2 separate regions of the Hordeum vulgare genome follow, and region 2 is linked to region 1. The links are chromatin contacts, called in public Hi-C maps. All regions are on one chromosome and are shown on one strand. Each heading gives the region's core, a stretch centred on a gene start, on an enhancer-like site or on the middle of the called end of the contact. The rest is flanking DNA. Distances are from core to core; before and after follow the strand shown.

Region 1 (6,809 bases), core at 2,398-4,897:
CAAGCGTTTTGTGCGCCAAATCCAGGAGGCTGAGGTCAGGGAGGCTTTAAAAAGGATGAAAGGAGGCAAGGCGATGGGCCTTGATTGTTTCCCCATTGAAGTGTGGAGCGGCCTCGAACATAGCGATAGTACTGGTGACTAAGATTATCAACCTCATTTTTCGGGCAAACAAGATGTCGGAAGAATGGAGGCTAAGTATATTAGTACTAATTTTCGAAGCTATGGGAGAGTCATTGATCACCGCTTAAGAAGAATGATAACAAGCGTGACCAAAAATTAGTTTAGTTTCATGCCTGGGAGGTCGACCATGGGAGCCATTTTCTTGGTACGACGACTTATGGAAAGATACAGGGAGGAAAAGGACCTGCATATGGTGTTCATTGACTTGGATTAGCTTGCCATAAGATACCGGTGGACCTTGGAGAAACACAAAGTCCCAACAAAGTACATTGCCTTCATCAAGGACATGTATGATAATGTTGTGACAAGTGTATGAACAAGTGATGGTGACACTGATGATTTCCCAATTAAAATAGGATTGCACCAAGGGTTGGCCCTTATCTTTTTTGCTTTGGTGATGGATGAGGTCACGGGATACATAAGGAGATATCCCATGGTCTATGCTCTTTGTGGATGATGTGGCGCTAGTCCATGATAATCAGATGGGGATTAATAGAAAGTTAGAGCTATGAAGACAAACCTTGGAATCGAAAGGTTTAGGCTTAGTAGAACTAAATCCGAGTACATGAGGTGCGGTTTCAGTACAACTAAGCACAAGGAGAAGGAGAAGGAGCAGGTTAGCCTTCATGGGCAAGTGGTACCTCAGAAGGACACCTTTCGATATTTGGGGTCAATGCTCCAGAAGGATGGCGATATCGATGAAGATGTGAGCCATCGAATCAAAGCCGAAAGGATGAAGTGGCGCTAAGCTTCTGGCATTCTCTGTGACAAGAGAGTGCCACAAGAGCTAAAAGGCAGGTTCTACAGGACGGCGATTCGAACCGCAATGTTGCATGGCGATGAGTGTTGTCCGACTAAAGGGCGACATGTTCAACAGGCACGTGTTGAGATGGATGTGTGGCCACACAAGGAAGGATCGGGTTCGGAACTGATGATAAACGGGATAAGAGTTCGGGTAGCACCGATGAAAGAGAAGATTGTCCAACATCGTCTGAGATGGTTTGCCATATTCAGCGCATGCCTCCAAGCATAGCAGACGGCTAAAGCGTGCTGATTATGTCAAGAGAGATCGAGGTAGACAAACTTGACATGGGAGGAGTCCATAAAGAGAGACCTGAAGGACTAAAACATCACCAAAGAACTAGCCATGGACAAGGATGCGTGGAAGCTAGCTATCCATGTGCCAGAAACCATGAGTTGGTTGCGAGATCTTATGGGTTTCAGCTCTAGCCTACCCCAACTTGTTTGCGGCTAAAGGCTTTGTTGTTGTTGTAGGCTAAAATCAATAAGGTCCGGTTTCTAGTAATTAACGGTGTCTCATTCGGAGAAACAGATTAAGATTGAACTAAATGTCGTAAGAATATGGATAGTTGCCTGTGTACAAGTACAGAAATAGTCGTCTTCTCTTGTCACATAGTATTTCATAGATGGATGCTATATTAAACTATGTTTGCACCAACTTTAACAAAAGCATGTAGCTAAACAGCAACGTATGCAAAAGTGGACCTAAAACAACACAAAATTTACATACAGCAAGCATCATATGCAAAGTGGTTCCACCAAATGGGAGCATAATACACCATACACATGCCTCGGTAACTCAAGTACCTAAATTATGACGCATAAAAGAAATAAATAAACATACCATAAGGGAAGTTTGTATCATGCAGCTCGCTCAGGTCAAATTCCTCTTTTGCTCGACAATTATTATGATGTCGCCACAAATGGCTCGTTCCATTCGAACGTCCATCAGCTCCTTTGCAACTCATGAGAGTATGGCAGTAGTGGCATTCCGCGCTCTGGATCACTCCGTTTATATATATAGGCTTGTACTCTTCCCACACCTTAGACCTCTTTTTTCTGAATCTGGAGGCAGCAGCTCCATCAGAGTCTATCCCTAATGGCATATTAGCATCACTGTCATACTCATCCATGTTTTCCATAGCTGCAGTTGATACAACACAGTCAATTTTTAGCAAAGAATATGATTAAACTGCAGAGTAGATAAATAAGAAATAAAGCAAAAGAGGCAACCTCACCTACAGATATAACTTTGAACACAGAGAAGTACACATTTTTGTAAGCATGATTTTTTACAGGGAAGCATAAAAGAATGTGGTAGGTTGCCAGGCAGATGACTAGCCCTCCCCCCCCCCCAACCCCTAACAGTTGCAGGTCTTCGACCCTACCTCGCATCCTCGCCACAGGCCTTCGGCCCCTACCTCACATCCTTGCCATGGACTCCTGCCAGCCAGCCAGCCACAGAGGTGGGGCCTTCCCCTGCAGCCCTGCTTGCCTCATCCGACCCCACATTCTCAGTGGATGGCTGAGTGCGGCCACACATCTTCCCTTGGCAGGTGTGCCTGGTACCCGCGCTGCCAGGTACATCCTGGTGGCACTCTGGCATGGCGGCAGCAGTGGCCTGTAGGTGATGCCCACTTCAACACGGCAACAGCCGGCAATTTCTACTTACCTCTCTGGGTGGCAGCCAACAAGTGGCAGAAAAAAAAGTGCCTACGTGTGCACTTAGGGGGTGTTTGATTAGGCTTAACTATGGCTTTTGGATTTTGGCTTATAAGATAAAAAATAAATCACCTGTTTCCCTGCCTGGTTGCGGCCAGAGTCGACGAGCCAGAGTCGACGATGTCAAAGCCTCTGTTCACCATGTTGATCCTCTCGCCGACAACGCTTGGCGGCGACAAACGAAATGTTGATCCTCTATGCAGAGTGTGGACTTCGGGGGTACAATGTGTGTTGCTATCAGCGTATACTGGACGACACCTCCCGAGTTCTGACCGGGTTCTGCCGTCCACTAGCCGACTCCTCTAAGCACAATGGTGTAGCCCTGGAGTCGATGTTCTGGATGTGTATGGCAGCTGTCATGAAGCGGCCTTCGAAGCGCTGTGCTTGGTTTACTCGCTAAATTAGGCAGCCAAAAATACTAGCCAGTCTTGAACGCTAGCCGACCTATGGGACGACCACAACCTCAGTCGGAGGCGGGTGCAGTGCTCATTGTAAATCATTGTAAGTTTGGTCGCTCGCACTTTCTTCTCAATGAAATGACGCGCTGCGTGTTTAGGAAAAAAAAAAGGATGGCAAGCCGATCGCCATTAACTTTTGGTTCGAGCTTTGCTAACAGTTCCACACTTAATTTGTTACGGTTTCCCCTGCAACTAACACTCACTTATACCCCAACTCTCTTACTAGAGGGGAAACAATCAGAGAAGCGGAACATATCAACGAAGATTAGCACACATCCATAGCAGCAAATAGGAGCCGACAGGTACGGAATTCGGAGGAGAAAAGAAAGGGTACTGGGATCGAGTCGCTTACTGCTCCCCCAACTCTCTTACTAGATGAGAACGCAGAACAAGTGAGGAAATCCAAATCAGGGCAGAATCGGGAGAGCCGGAGATCGACGTCGGCGATGCGGCGGCAGCGGCGCCGGCGCCGGTGCAGAGAGGGGTCTGGGTAGGGTTAGGGCGTGGAGTTGGATGGTCTGTGGGTATGTGGGTTCGTGGGTGGCGAGCTCCAGGCCCGACCCAACTTCCAGATATGGGTTGGTTCAGGGCCCGTGTATCCACTGTACCCAGGTTTGGGGTTAAGCTTAACTTCGTCCCTGTAATGGTGCCGGTCCAGTAATAAAAAGCATGTTTGCCTCAAACAACCAAAAAAAAACTAGCTCTGTTTACAAGCCTCAGAAAGTGGAAAAAAAAACTCAATCAAATCTTACATTTCTAAAAAGTTGATCTCGGTCCTCTCGACATGTAAAGTGTCCACCTCAATGTCCAACTATATTATTTTTCTTGAATGCAACCTATCCACATAAGCAAGTATGTCATGTCATCATCTAGGTGTGTTCAGTTACCAAAGCATGTCAGGTCGTCACCTCGATGCGTTCCGCTACCACTGACATGGAATACATACCGAACGTCCAGCCATAAACACCACAGACCCCTCTCTAACCCGAAAGAAAACAAATCGATCAACGTGTTGGGAAATCGGGTCCATCACGAGGGTGGCAGCGGACGCGTGCGATGCGCACAGCGTAGCCCCTCCCGGTTCCACACTTTATGTTAAACGGGTACTTATCCCTTGACTCCTACCTCCATATAAATATATAAGGAGCAATTATTGTAACATAAATCAATCGTTAATAAAGATAGTCTCCTCCGTGCTTCTATATGTTCATCTACTTTGTGTGTTTGAGTACTTCATCTATGATGCTAGCTCTCGCTTGGCAACCTTGGATCGGACTCGTCAGCGAAGTTGCGGAACATGTTATCAGCACGGTTCGCTCCATCAACTCTTCACCAAGCGTGCGTCAAGCATGCATCAAGCACGCGCGAAGGTATAAGATTTGATCCCTCTTCTTGTAAAAATGGAACACGACTCAATTTTTGTGGTTAGTTCGTTTTTTAAATTTATTCTACCTATGGTGTGGATCTTCCTTCCAAGAACTGACTGATGAATACGTCGTTGGCCAATGTCGATGTTCTTGGATCAAGAGGGATTTGTCGACTACACTATACAGGAGTCGGTACACATCGTGACACGGATGGTCAGGATACCGCCGCAAAGCACATGATGTGCCACACGCCGTCAAAATTCCGGACGAACATGACGAAGCCTTGAACCCCGAGTCGTTCGTTGCCTGCATCATGGACGTCACTAGCCTTGTTGGTCGCGACCACGAGCACCTCGACGTACTTCGCACCTCTCCCCATGCGTCACGGTGACGCGACCTTGCTGGTTGCTCACGTGTGTTGCGTCCGTGCTCGCTGCGCGCCTGCATGCTCTGCCCGGTCGTGACCCCGCTAGTCGATCATAAGTCTACAATACATCTATAAATTTTTATTCTTTCATGATGTTATATATCATTCCAGGATACTTTTTAAGCATTTACTTGTTGTTTTATATAGGGACAATTTCATTTCTGCCCTTAACTTGAGCCCACTACTTAAATTTGCCCCTTATTTCAATGTGTGCTCAAATTTGCCCCTCTATCGTCTTGTGGCCTTATAGAAATGCCCTTTCATGTCGTTTCCATCGAGTCAAAGCGCTTTGACCAGTAACTCACCGTCTTTTAGACATTTCTGCCCCTAGTGCTTACATGTGGGCCCTATTTGAGCACTCTCACTCTCACTCTCTTCTCTTTCTTCAACCTCCCGACACTCGCACTGGATAGGAGCACACGCGTGTAAATGAGGCAATTGGCATGGGGTGGTGCTGACGTAGCAGGCATGTAAGGCTGTCGGCGGGAAGCTGAAGTGGACTGAAGTGGCCGACAGGCATGGGGTGGTCGAGACGACCGGTAGCAGTGAGCTCGAGCGGCGGTGGCGGGCGGCGCTCGGCGTGAGAGGGTCAAAGAGCACGAGAGCTCAACAAATAGAGGCCATCGGCATCCAATCGAGCTCACACACATTTCCCCTCTGCCAATTTGGTGCTTATCCCTCCCCTTCCTCATCTCTGACGATGAGCATCGCCGCCCATTCGAGATTGATGTCATCGCTTCCGGCGAACCCTCTCCATGGCCCTAAGAGCCCCTCCTCGAGCTCCCTCTTCCTTCGCGCTCGTAAATCTTGTGCTTAGGAGGTCCCCGACGAGCTCCCCGTGGCATACGTCACCGTCCATCGCCTGACTCCGTCGGGAACTGGATCCGCTGGCCACCCGTGCGCCCAACTAGGGAGCGAGGGAGAGCGTCAAAGAGACAACGCGGGAGAAAGGGTTGCGATGTCATGGGAGGCCAGCAGTAGAGGCGGCGTCCGTTTGGCACTCTCGTCGAAGTTGGGAAGGAGTGGTCGTCGGCATGTCATCCACATGGAGAGAGAGGGGTGAGAGATAGATAGATGAGGGGCCCACATGTAAGTGTATCTGAGAGAGGGGTGAGAGAAAGGGATTTTTTTCAATTTATGTTTTGAGAGTGGGTCCCATCGATAAGTGGCACATGAAGATAGGGGCAAACATGTCAAAGAAACGGGAAGATACCGGGCAAAGCCCTTTGACGAGACGAAAACGACATGGAAGGACATTTATATAAGGCCACATGACGACGAAGGGGCAAATTTGAACACACTTTGGAATTAGGGGCAAATTTGAGTAGTGGGATCGAGTTAAGGGCAGAAATGGAATTGTCCCTATATATATATATATATATATATATATATAGGTGCCTGGACACCTTGACTAGAAACCGTTGGATTACATTAAGATGCGTGCATCTATAATTAGTATTAACAATAATGGATCAACCAATTAGCTCTTTATTAGGAAATAATTATTGCTTCAAATGGATACTAAATGCCTAGATTAGACAAGATAGATAAAATCAGCAATTAATGGTTAATTAAGTCCATGCATGCTCCATGGTACGTGCCCAAATTTAGTTCTTATACGTGCATTTATTTTTTCTTTTTGTCCATAACATAGGAAGTTATATAGACATTTAGATACGTAGGTATATCATCATCTTGGATATAAAAGGTATGGTTACCTTTTGTAAAAATACTCTGGTATGTCATCAAACATATACTTGTATTTAAAAAGGATATTTTTTGGGTATGTGCATACCCATTGTATTTCTCTATATACCCTTAAATGTGTGATTTTTACCCCGGGTATTCAGATAT
Region 2 (6,809 bases), core at 2,925-5,424, 640 kb after region 1:
ATCTAACTGTGCTCACTTTCCCCCTCTCCACTTAATCGCGCCTCACATGAGGCCAAACTATGCCTTGCCGTCGGGTCAAAGACTTTGACCGTTACTTCGCCGGTGCTGGCGCGTGGGACCGACATGTAAGGTTGTGTGCATTCACATCGTCGGTGCATACAGCCGTGTGGAACCACATTTGGTTGCATGCGTTACTCATTACATGTCGTCAGTTGGTCCTACACAATCTACGACTGATGCCTCGGACCCACGGGCATGCAAAAGTGAATGAGCGTCGCGTGATTTTTCACATAGGCCACTGCTTGTGTTTTCACACACGGGGAGTCGCACGGCCGTCCCATTAATGGAGGCTTAATGCCACAAACCACCCCTCATGTACCATATATGCAGCGCCCTATCCCATTTCGTTGCTTGCCTTCACAACCTTATCCATCATCGGCGCCACTGCAACACAAATCCTAGACTTCCTCTCCCTCACCCCTTCCACATCTATGGTGTGTCCGTGCAACATCACTCTCTGTGAAGCCAAGCTTCTCGCCATCTGCGACATCTAGGTGTCGCCGGACGCGCGTCTACCGACAGGATGGGTTCTGAGTGCGGGGAGTCTTCTCGTGGCGCATGTCCACATCTTCGGTACTGTCACCTTTGCGTGCGTCGTGTGCAGGTTTCGTGTAGGTCCAATGTCGGAGGAGAGGGCACATTCAGGCTTCGATCCTATTAACCCATCATGGGTCGCGGATCATCAACTAGGACCGCACCGCTTGGATACAATGATTCAACATCCCCAACCATATGTCGCACTAAAACATCATCGGGCGACGTGCGTTTTGGTTTGGCCTTAGCTTCGACGACGTGCTTATCCCGTGTCGCTTGCATGTTGAAGGAGACAACTAGTTTATGATTTGGGAGTAGGGTCACGCTGAATTTCTTGTTTTATTTGAATAAAATATGTATGAATTCGTATGCTAAGACTGGATTGTATTTCCAGTTGTTTGCATGCACTTGGAATACTCATGATTCACGCCCACAAAGAGTGATGTGCATTTGGAATACCCATTATTGTATTGGCATGCATGGCATTTTTTGTGAAGCGAGTGCCATAAATAAGATTATAAATTGTTCCCTTTCAATTTTCAACTAAATTATACCACATGGGATTTCAACCGCCAAATTTCCAATAATTTCGAAGTGAAATTGCCATATTTCATTGACATGTTGAATTTCTGGCGATTTACATCAAGTAATTCAAATAGTGTGCTCTAGTTTGGTCCAATAAATTTTGAATAATCATTTTCACCTTCCACATTATGAATATAAGTAGTATCCATAAAGAAAAATCAATTTCCAAACCATTTTATATGATTATTCATAATGCAACTTTGACAACACATCAAAAGAAATTATAGAAAATGGAAAAAGGCTAAAAAATTGAAATCCTTTCACATGGAGGCCTCTTATGTGCAATGGCTTGTGGGAAAAATGATAAGCTCACATAATCAAAAATAAAAAGTTAATTTTCCATTTTTCTAGTGGCATGCATGACTTTTTTGTATGAAACAAGTGCCATAAATAAGATTGTAAATTGTGCTTTTACAATTTTAAACTAAAGTATACGACATGTATTCCAACTACCAATTTTTCATGAATTTCACAGTGATGTTGCCATATTTCATTGATTTATTGAATTTCTCATGATTTACATTAAGTAATTTAGATTTGAACTGCAAGTGTGCTCTAGTTTGGTTCAATAAATTTTGAAAAATCATTTTCACCTTCCACATTAGGAATGTAGGTAGTATCCACAAAGAAATCAAAATTTCCCAACCATTTTGTATGATTAGTCGCCGATGCAATTTTGACAACACATTAAAAGAAATTATAGAAAATAAAAAAGGCTCAAAAATAGTAATACTTTCACATGGAGGCCTTTTATGTGCAATGGTTTGCGGGGAAAAGGATAAACTGACAATATCAAAAATAAAAAGTTATTTTTCCATTATTAGTGCCATGCACGACTTATTTTGTGAAGCACGTAAATAAGATTGTAAATTGTTCCTTATAATTTTAAACTAAAGTATACCACATGGGATTTCGAGTGCCATTTTTCATGAATTTCATAGTGTTTGCCATATTTCATTGGTTTATTGAATTTCTGGCGACTTACATCACGTAATTCAATTTTGAACCACAAGTGTGCTCTAGTTTGGTCCAATAAATTCTGAAAAATCATTTTCACCGTCCACATTAGGAATGTATGCTATATCCACAACAAAAACTTAATTTCCCTACCATTTTATAGGATTAGTCATCCATGCAATTTTGATAACACATTGAAAGAAATTATAGAAAATAAAAAAGCTCAAAATTGAAATCCTTTCACATGGTGGCCTCTTATGTGCAATGGCTTGTGGCGAAAATGATAAACTGAATATACTAAAAAATTAAAAAAACTTCACAAACTCACCTATCTGATATGAAGAGCAATGACTTTCAACCAAGATGACCATACCCATAGGCATCTTCATGACATAGTACATGATAACATGAACATTTTCTGAATAACATGGGTGTTACCATAGTGATCAATAATTTCACAAAAAGATTGAAGATTTGGTTAATAAGAAGTTATTTTTCCATTTTTCTAGTGTCGTGCATGTCATGTTTTGTGAAGCAAGTGCCATAAATAAGATTATAAATTGTGCCCTTACAATTTTGAACTAAAGTATACCATATGGGATTCCAAATCCCAATTTTCATGAATTTCAGAGTGATATTGACATATTTTATTGATTTATTGAATTTCTGGCGATTTACATCAAATAATTCAAATTTGAACTGCAAGTGTTCTCTAGTTTGGTCTAACATATTCTAAAAAATAATTTTCACCTTCCATATTAGGAACTTATGCAGTATCCACAAATAAAACTCAATTTCAAAACCATTTATATGATTAGTCATCCATGCAATTTTGACAACACATGCAAATAAATTATAGAAAATGAAAAAGGCAAAAAATTGAAATCATTTCACATGGAGGCCTCCTATGTGCAATGGCTTGTGAGAAAAATGATAAACTGACAATAAAACAAACTTGAAAAGAAAATTTCACACACCCACCTATCTCATGTAGAGATCAATCATTTTCATCCATCAATTTTGACAACACATCAAAAGAATTATAGAAAATGAAAAAAGGCTCAAAAAGATTGAAGAAAGCGTGTTACCATTGTGATCAGTAATTCCACAAAAGATTGAATATTTAGTTAATGAAAAATATTTACAGAAATGTCAAGTATACCACATGGGCTTCCGAACCACTTGTAGGAATTTAGGAATTGTACACAAAGAAATGTCAAGTTCCTAACCACTTTATATGAATTGAACATATAAGGTAGCATACATAGAGAAACGGTCCACAACATTGGAAGTATCAACGATAAAAAACTTTAATAGATAAGGTGGCATCCAACACATAAGGTAGCATACACATCTCAAAGTAAAAACATTGCAACATCAACGAGCAACATAGCAAACTTCAATACATAGCGATAAAAAAACTAGATTTTAGTACTTGACAACTCCAATTACACAACTACATATAATAGACGTGGATCATACAAAATTATGTATATGTTGAAGGCGTATTATCACAAGCTTAAGGGTAGAAACCCACTAGGATTGGAGCCGAGTGGAGCACTCAAATGGGATTCGATCTCAACAATCGATCTCAGATTGAATTCGTGTGGAACATATGCATAGAGTTTTAATGGGCCTCAAGTGTTGATCCCACCTCGAGATGTTTATATAAGTGGAGCGGGGAAACCCTGGAGAGGGTTTGAGAGTTCCATGCCCACATTCTGCAATTGGATCTACCTGTCCACAACGCGTTGCACCTTTGACGCTTGGAAAAATCACTCATGAGAATCATGAGGAGCTATTCGAGGGTTTCAAGAGGAAGATATAGTAGACATACTCCGTCAACTCTCCTTACTGACATGATTGCAAATCTAGGAAAAAAATCCGGACTTGTGATCTCTATCCATACCATGTACTTGCTTTGTGAGGAGAATTTCTTTTTTATTTTGTGCTATCAAGTATACATGTGCCTCGGCATAAGACATTGTGCTTTGGACGACCACACGATATTGAGGCCTCCTCGGTTGCACGTGCTAGCAGGCACCCCATAGCATGTTGAACTGAGCGTCAGGAAGGACCAGGACACTCAATAGTATAAAGTTAAAACATTTATTTTGACACAAGGGGAGTATTATTCTATCAAATGGACAGGGCAAAAAGATTGTCAACTTAGGTCTCTGAACAGAGATTATCCCAAGCGGGCAAAGAAGATGCTGCTTTGATGGTCGCCCAGGAATGTCTCTCCAGAACGAGAGACTACGAAGAGACCGCGAGAAGATATCGTGCCGCTCCTGTCAAATCTGACAACCCATAGTGGGGAGAATAACTTGCTAGTAGTACTAGATCGCAATCAATCATGGAATCAAAGGCAGCAACCCCATCCATCACTGCATACGCTGGGCCTAGCTTACCACTCTCGCGTTCCTTAATCAGGACGCTGTCGTTGCCCAGTTTGACCGGGTCATACACAAGCTTTACCCAGCGATTAGATCAGAGCTTGTTGTTGGACAACACGGACGGCCGACTACTTGGACTTGATGCCTAAGTTATGTTAGGACCTTTGGTTAGTTAGCGGGAAAAGAGTGCCCCGAAAAAGAAAGGGAAGGTTCGGCAGAGAAAACATGAGGAACTCTCGCACCATTTGGCACGAAATCTCGCAAGCAAGTTCGACGCAGGAAACCGCTGCAGAAACGTAGCCAGGGGGCGGCTGTCCACACTAGAGCGACACCGGGCCTGCCTCTCCGGTCTTCCCCCGTCAGGTCGTCTCGCCTCGTCCTGGTCTGCCCCATTAAACCCAGGCCCCTCCTCTCCTCCCCTCGTCGTCGGCTCGTGCGTTGCTTTCAAACAGACGGAAAGGAACGGAAGAAGGATAGCCAAAACCGCAGCTTTGGAATCCACCCCGGTCCAGTCATCCACCATCACCCGCCTCGTTCTGATCGGCAAGCTCGTCGGTGGCGGTATTATTCTGCGCTCGGTCTCGCCCAATTTAAGGCTTCAAGCTCCAATCCGGGGGGATTCGTCCTGTGCAATTCTGCTAAGGTTCTGCTATTGCTGAGTTTTGAGCTTGATTTTCTTGGGATATGGGGGAGGGTGTGAAGGCGCTGCTGGCGAAGCCGATCAAGCTCGCGGACCAGGTGGCCAAGCAGTCGGGCTCCGGGCAGTGCCTCCGGCCCGAGTGCAAGGACCTGCGGGCGCGCGCGGAGAAGCTCGCGGAGGTGCTGCGGCAGGCGGCGCGGGCCGAGCTGTACGAGCGCCCCGCCGAGCGCATCGTGGCCGGCACCCTGCAGGCGCTGGGCAAGGCCGGAGGCATGTCGGCCAGGTGCTTCGAGAGCCACTCCCGCCTCCGCCGCTTCCTCACCTTCAACCCCGTCTCCGGGTTCCCGCGCACCCTCGCGCTGCTCGACACCGCCATCGAGGACGTCGCCTGGCTCATCCGCATCTCCTCCCCGCGCGCCGACGCCGACGCCAACGGCGCCGACGACGACGCCGACCTGCGCGGCCTCCCAAACATCGCGCAGAACGAGCCCATACTCTTCCTCATCTGGGACCACATCGCGCGCCTCCACACCGGCAGCCTCGCCGTGCGGGCCGACTCCGCCTCCACCCTCGCCTCCCTCGCGCGGGACAGCCCCCACTTCTCCAAGCTCATCGTGGAGGAGGACGGCATCGCGCCCCTCGTCAAGCTGCTCAAAGAAGGGACCGATGACGGCCAGGAGGCGGCCGCCACGGCGCTCGGGTTCCTTGGGCGCGACGAGGGGAGCGTGGAGAAGCTTCTCCATGCCGGGGTCTGCTCCGTCTACTCCGCCGCGTTGAAGGAGCCGCCGATGCGCGTGCAGGCCGCGGCCGCCGAGGCCATCGCGTCGCTCGCGCACCAGAGCCCGAGATGCCAGGACTTGTTCGCGCAGAACAACGCCGTCCGGCACCTCGTCGGTCACCTCGCCGCTGGTACCATCCAAGAGCACAGCAGGTACTCTGTCGGAGGAAGCAGCACCCGGCACGCTGCGCCTCCTCCGCCGGAGCACATGAGGTCGCTTCACTCTGTCGTGCTCGCGAGCACGCCCAGCATGCTCCCAGGAGTATCCGGTTACTCCTCCAATGAACCGCCGAACTCGTCGGAAGGCTCGAATGGACGCAACAACCAGACGCAATCCGCGGCAGCCGGCAGGACGACGACGAGCCGGGTCACGGCTCCACCGCCCAGTAGGCCCCAGCTGAGCTCAAACGGCTCGAGCGGCCGTGGACCGCGCGAGACCGAGGACCCGGCCACCAAGGCGCACATGAAGGCCATGGCGGCGAAGGCTCTGTGGAAGCTTGCCCGCGGCCATCCGGGAGTTTGCAAGAGCATAACAGAGTCCCGCGCGCTGCTCTGCTTCGCCAGGCTCCTAGAGAAGGGCGACGACGGCGCAGGCACGCACCTGCAGTACTACTCCGCCATGGCGATCATGGAGATCACCCGCGTCGCCGAGCACAACCTCGCGCTGCGGCAGTCCGCATTCAAGCCCAGCTCACCGCCAGCCAAGGCCGTCGCCGAGCAGCTGCTCTCCATTGTGCGCAAGGGGGAGTACGACGACCTGCTGCTGCTCCCGTGCATCACCTCGCTGGGCTGCCTGTCGCGAACGTTCACCGCGAGCGAGACCCGCGTGATCGGCCCGCTGGTGCGGCTGCTCGACGAC

What was found. Hi-C and Micro-C count contacts between places; a contact is called where the count stands out from the background.
Region 2: a Hi-C map of leaf shows a contact between it and region 1, with 4 times the contacts expected there. The contact joins the promoter of LOC123449169 here to the promoter of LOC123449166 in region 1. A contact is called at or near these places in 2 of 6 Hi-C or Micro-C datasets (leaf and seedling).

What each region holds. Positions count from the first base shown.
Region 1 is chr4H:505,020,012-505,026,820 of MorexV3_pseudomolecules_assembly, forward strand. It overlaps LOC123449166 (zinc finger BED domain-containing protein RICESLEEPER 1-like), which reads right to left and starts at 3,648. Exons shown (of 4, transcript XM_045126272.1): 1 at 3,534-3,648; 2 at 1,826-2,125. The coding sequence starts at 2,123.
Region 2 is chr4H:505,659,734-505,666,542 of MorexV3_pseudomolecules_assembly, forward strand. LOC123449169 reads left to right here and starts at 4,175. Exons shown (of 1, transcript XM_045126277.1): 1 at 4,175-6,809. The coding sequence starts at 5,217.